2 separate regions of the Pan troglodytes genome follow, and region 1 is linked to region 2. A link is a contact called in public Hi-C data. All regions are on one chromosome and are shown on one strand. The core of a region is the stretch at or near the end of the contact, and the rest is flanking DNA. Distances in the headings are between cores, read along the strand shown. Region 1 holds the start of SOX17 (SRY-box transcription factor 17). Region 2 has its middle 31 kb from the start of MRPL15.

Region 1 (2,700 bases), core at 195-2,694, 290 kb after region 2:
ACGGTCTTGTTGTTGTAGTATCACACTCAAAGCAGCAGCATTTTACTTCTCAGATTCCAGGTGTAACTCTACTTTTTCATCACGCCTTCATAATAAAGAAAATCTGTTCTGGAGATTCGTATATTGATTTCTTTGCAAAGTTATCTCTAATTATGCAGGAATGGCTGTTAGTTGCCCTCAAAAACCAACACAAATACACAAACACAACAGCCTGGCTTAGTGATTATTAAGAGCTGCAAGTCTGAAGGCGGACTGCTGGGTGTGATTTCCACCTTCTCAACGCTGTAGTCTCCAGCAAGTTCCTTAACTTCTCTGCCTCAGTTTCCTTTCTTGTGAGATAGAGTCTACCTCAGGGTTAATGAGGATATGCTCCTTTGCTAATGCTGGAGGGCGCTAGGAATAGCAGTGGCAGGCTGTGTCATTTCTTAGTGCTGTATAACGGCTTGTTTTAAAAGTCCCACTGAAAACTTTTTTTTTCCAGATCGAAACACAAGTTTAATAGTCATTCAGATTTCATTCCAGTCTAAACAAACGTATAGAAATCTAATTATCTGCCAGAATAACCACTTTAAACTGACTCTAAGAACCACAGTTACTTTGCAGCTAAAACAGATTGTTCTCTTCCCCCAAACAAACTCGGACATTTAGACAAATATTGCTGCTGTCTTTACATTTTAGAAATCAGTATTAAGGCTCACCTGTTACTGAACACATACGAGAAACAGTTTTGTTATGCGTATCTTATATACATCATGTATACATTTTCGTACTTTCACATGATGTGTATAATAAGATACACATAAAAACTGGTTGGCTTGTCATGAGTAAATGCTTTATTCTTCAGAGTGATGGAATATTGGATACAGAACGTCGTTCCATATTTAATCTTGCTTTAGAAAATTAGGATTTATCTTGGACACAGCATTTTTAATATAACACAGGCAAGTTGAGTCCTGGGGGAAAAATTGTATTTTTAAATTTATTATCAACGGTGTCTTTCGCATTTGAGAAAACACATTTGAAGATGCCCATGCAGTTCCTTGGAAGTAAACTAGGTCACCCACCACTGAAACACCCTCGGCTTCTACAAAAAGATGTGCTTTAAAGAGAATAGAATGGACGCTCAGTATGTTCATCTAAACGACCTTGGGCAGGTACGTCGATTCCAAGGTACAATCAGCCCTCCCAGACGGCTTTTCGAGTCTCCCTAACCCCGGTGGGAGAGGACGCGGCGCCAGAGCCCAGCTCCGGCTAGTTTTCCCGGGGGCAGGTGTAGCCTTGGGCGCGGGGCCGGGGGAGGGGCAAGGGGCGGGCGTGGGGTTGGACTGGGACGTGGGACTCGGACCACGGCCTGGGCGTGGGCCTAACGACGCGGGACCGGCCCGCCCTCGCCGCTCCATTGGCCACATCTGTGCAGAAAAGGCCCCGCGGCCCAGGGGCGCCCGCAGTGTCACTAGGCCGGCTGGGGGCCCTGGGTACGCTGTAGACCAGACCGCGACAGGCCAGAACACGGGCGGCGGCTTCGGGCCGGGAGACCAGCGCAGCCCTCGGGGCATCTCAGTGCCTCACTCCCCACCCCCTCCCCCGGGTCGGGGGAGGCGGCGCGTCCGGCGGAGGGTTGAGGGGAGCGGGGCAGGCCTGGAGCGCCATGAGCAGCCCGGATGCGGGATACGCCAGTGACGACCAGAGCCAGACCCAGAGCGCGCTGCCCGCGGTGATGGCCGGGCTGGGCCCCTGCCCCTGGGCCGAGTCGCTGAGCCCCATCGGGGACATGAAGGTGAAGGGCGAGGCGCCGGCGAACAGCGGAGCGCCGGCCGGGGCCGCGGGCCGAGCCAAGGGCGAGTCCCGTATCCGGCGGCCGATGAACGCTTTCATGGTGTGGGCTAAGGACGAGCGCAAGCGGCTGGCGCAGCAGAATCCAGACCTGCACAACGCCGAGTTGAGCAAGATGCTGGGTGAGTCCGAGTCGGAGACCCAGGCGGCCGGGCGCGCTGGCGCGAATCGCTAGGCCGATTTCTTAAATCCCAAACAGTGTTCTTTGCGAGCCTGACGCCCAAGACCAGGGGTGTGTAGCGGCCACGTCCTTTCTTAAGGCTCTGGGTTCCCTTCCCGCTTCCCGCTCTCCGACCCTCCAAAGCAGCTTTCCGCCTTGCTCTCCCGCTCCCGGATTCCCCAGGTGGCCGGGGGCGCGGGTCCAACGGCTCTGGGAAGGCGACTTCCTGGCACCTCCGGGCGGCGCGAGAGTACCCTTGGCCCTGAACTGGGCCGGTTGTGTCCATCCCTCGACCCCTTCCCTAGCTAGGTGTCCTTATCTGTTTTTCGAACGACCGGGTGATGGGTGAGCGGAAAGCCGCTTCCAGGAGACCAAAAGAAAGGGGTGCCTTTAGAGGAGTGTTCCCCAAGGGCTCGGACTCAGGAGTCCCAGACCTCCCTCTTTAACTTCACCCCGGTTGCGCAATTCAAGGTCTGAGGGGAGAGGTGCGTCCGGGTGGGGCCAGGTGGGGCCTGGAGCGGGAGCGCAGCCGATAAGCCCTGCGCCCCTCTCCTCCTTCCTTCCACTGTGCAGGCAAATCGTGGAAGGCGCTGACGCTGGCGGAGAAGCGGCCCTTCGTGGAGGAGGCAGAGCGGCTGCGCGTGCAGCACATGCAGGACCACCCCAACTACAAGTACCGGCCGCGGCGGCGCAAGCAGGTGAAGCGG
Region 2 (2,700 bases), core at 186-2,685:
TCCTGGGCTCAGGTGATCCTCCCACCTCAGCTTCTCGAGTAGCTGGGACTATGGGCAAGCATCACCATGACTTGCTAATTTTTTGTATTTTTAATAGAGGTGAGGTTTCACAATGTGTCCCAGGCTGGTCTCAAACTCCTGGACTCAAGCAATCCACCAGCCTCGGCCTCTCATGGTGCTGGGATTACAGGTGTGAGCCACCATGCCAGGCCTGTTATAAGCCTTTTTTATTTTGGGTTGGGACTGTTGTCTTATTCATTTCTGATTTAGTCATTTGCTCTGCACGTGGTAAAAGATACCTTTTATATTCCATGAGAATATTTATAAACCAAAACTTTAAAATATTTAAATTTTTTAAAATTTGAGACAGAGTCTCGCTCTGTCGTCCAAGCTGGAGTGCAGTGGTGTGATCTTGGCTTACTGCAACCTCTGCCTCCTGAGTTCAAGCAATTCTCCCACCTTAGCCTCTCGAGTAGCTGGGATTGCAGGCACATGCCACCACCCCTGGCTAACTTTTGTATTTTTAGTAGAGATGGGGTTTCTCCATGTTGGCCAGGCTGGTCTTGAACTCCTGGCCTCAAGCAATCCGCCTGCCTCGGCCTTCCAAAGTGCTGGAATTATAGGCATGAGTCACCGTGCCCTCCCCAAAACATTTTTTTAATGTAAAGAAACTTACATTTAAAATAAAACTAGAATAGTAGACATACTATGTGCAAATGCCATAAATTGACATCTAGTCTGCCAACATAAGGATTCTATACATTTTTCTTGTGTACTTTCTGTAAGTCCTAAACATTTTCCTTCACAGTGCCTTCTCATATCAAGCAGAGGTTTGTGGTTATTTCTCTTCCCTGACTTCAATATTACATTGACATCAAATCATCACTCAACTGATTTTAAGATGAAAGACCACTGGTTTGGAGGACTAAGATTTATAATGCAGCAGGTGTTATAAACTGCTGACTGTCTTAAATATAAGGAGTGACTCTGGCCCAGAGAAATTCCTGGGGAGGCTGGGTCTCTTTTTATTGCTTCTCCCGTATGTAGGTGGGACAATTCTCAGGAAGGATTGGGTCATTGTTCTGTGTACAAAAGTTGCTGGAGGCAGAGGTAGAAATTTGCTGTCTTGCACAGGGAGATGTGACAGAGAATTTTAGGCCACAGCCCAGTCCAGCCAGCTGTAGCTCAGTGTTGCTGATAGCGAGCCTAGTTCCTCTCTGGAGTCACATTGGTCAGAATAACCTGACACTGGGAAGGGAGTTATTCTAATGCATACTTATTGCTTCCTATTAATACCGTATGTAGCATCTCTGCAATTTTATTGCATTAACTGGAGAATGAGAAAGTGTTAGCTGCTGCTGGATATTGTCCGGAGTTAGAGAAGCTGCCATTATATTCCCCTCATGACTCGCCGCTGGCCCCTGCTGTCGAAGCTTCGCTGTGGCTTCACTCTCAGGGCGTGTATCTGCCATCACTTCCTGCATGCTGATAGCCTGGGACACACTATTGCACACCAAGCGCCTTTGAGCAGGCACTTGTCTCACTTTTCTCAAATGCTGAGTTGAAGGGGTGTCCACGCCTTTTTCCTCATTGAGCCAGTAGTCTCTTGGTTAGTTGTATGCAGTAGTTATCGAGAGTGAAATGCTGACTTCTGCTTTGACAGACTAGAGTGAGGGACCCACGGAAGTCATGAGCAATGACCCCTGAGAAGCCTTCCAGCTCTGGAGCGCTCCAAATCATCCTCCTTTTCCCTCGAGTGGAAAAGTAGGTTTTGTTATCACAAAGTGAATGTAGCCGGCTCAAAATAGGCAAGACTGCCACCTACTGACCAAATGGGAACATTCCTCAGGGAATTTCTAGGTTTGATCTTTGCCCTACAATTATTTGGGATAATTAGTTATTCATGAATTTATAATTCAACAAACCTGAAATACACACAGGACACAATGCTGGACACTGGAGATAATAAAAAAAAAAATTTTTTTTTGAGACGGAGTCTCGCTCTGTCGCCCAGGCTGGAGTGCAATGGCACCATCTCAGCTCACTGCAACCTCCACCTCCGGGTTGAAGCGATTCTCTGGCCTCATCCTCTTGAGTAGCTGGGATTACAGATGCACGCCACCACGCCTGGCTAATTTTTGTATTTTTGTAGAGACAGGGTTTCACCATGTTGGCTAGGCTCCTCTCGAACTTCTGACCTCGTGATCAGCCCACCTCGGTCTCCCAAAGTGCTGGGGTTACAGGAGTGAGCCACTGCGCCCGGCCAGGAGATATTAAAATTAGAAAGGTAGAGTTATTGCCCCATGGGCATACAGAGACCAGGAGAAGGGAACAGGTAATTAAAGGAACAAATCATTAAAATACAGTGTGGTGCTATGCTATAAGTAATCTGCCTCCCAACACTCTGGTTCACCTTCAATTTTAAAGGTATTGGAACCTAAATCTGGGTACCACAAACCCAAGTTCTTTATTGGGAGAAGTTGGTGACCAAAAAAGAAAAAAAAAACAAAAAGAAAAAGCAACCAAACCAAAAGTAGTAACACTGCCTTTTACCGTGATGTTCACTTGACCCTCTCAGAAACACTTTAAAGTTGGATACCATTATCTCTCTGTTTTTAGATGTCGACTTTCTTAAGTCTCCTAAACTTGCATTTATAGTACCTCCTAGCATCTTAAGAATACAGAATAGGCAAACTCTTT

Evidence for each region. A called contact is a pair of places that touch in the nucleus more often than the background predicts.
Region 1: a Hi-C map of stem cell-derived neural progenitor cells shows a contact between it and region 2, with 4 times the contacts expected there. The contact joins the promoter of SOX17 here to the enhancer-like site in region 2. A contact is called at or near these places in 3 of 7 Hi-C or Micro-C datasets (induced pluripotent stem cells and stem cell-derived neural progenitor cells).

What each region holds. Positions count from the first base shown.
Region 1 is chr7:63,041,640-63,044,339 of NHGRI_mPanTro3-v2.0_pri, forward strand. SOX17 (SRY-box transcription factor 17) reads left to right here and starts at 1,445. Exons shown (of 2, transcript XM_001153136.7): 1 at 1,445-1,955; 2 at 2,567-2,700. The coding sequence starts at 1,649.
Region 2 is chr7:62,749,561-62,752,260 of NHGRI_mPanTro3-v2.0_pri, forward strand. No RefSeq gene overlaps it. Among named protein-coding and RNA genes, the nearest start is that of MRPL15, 31 kb to the left of the region's middle. Within about 2 kb of position 1,436, at least 6 of the 24 cell types and tissues checked have an H3K27ac peak or open chromatin away from gene starts, as enhancers often do. A contact at or near this core is called in stem cell-derived neural progenitor cells, where this site is marked.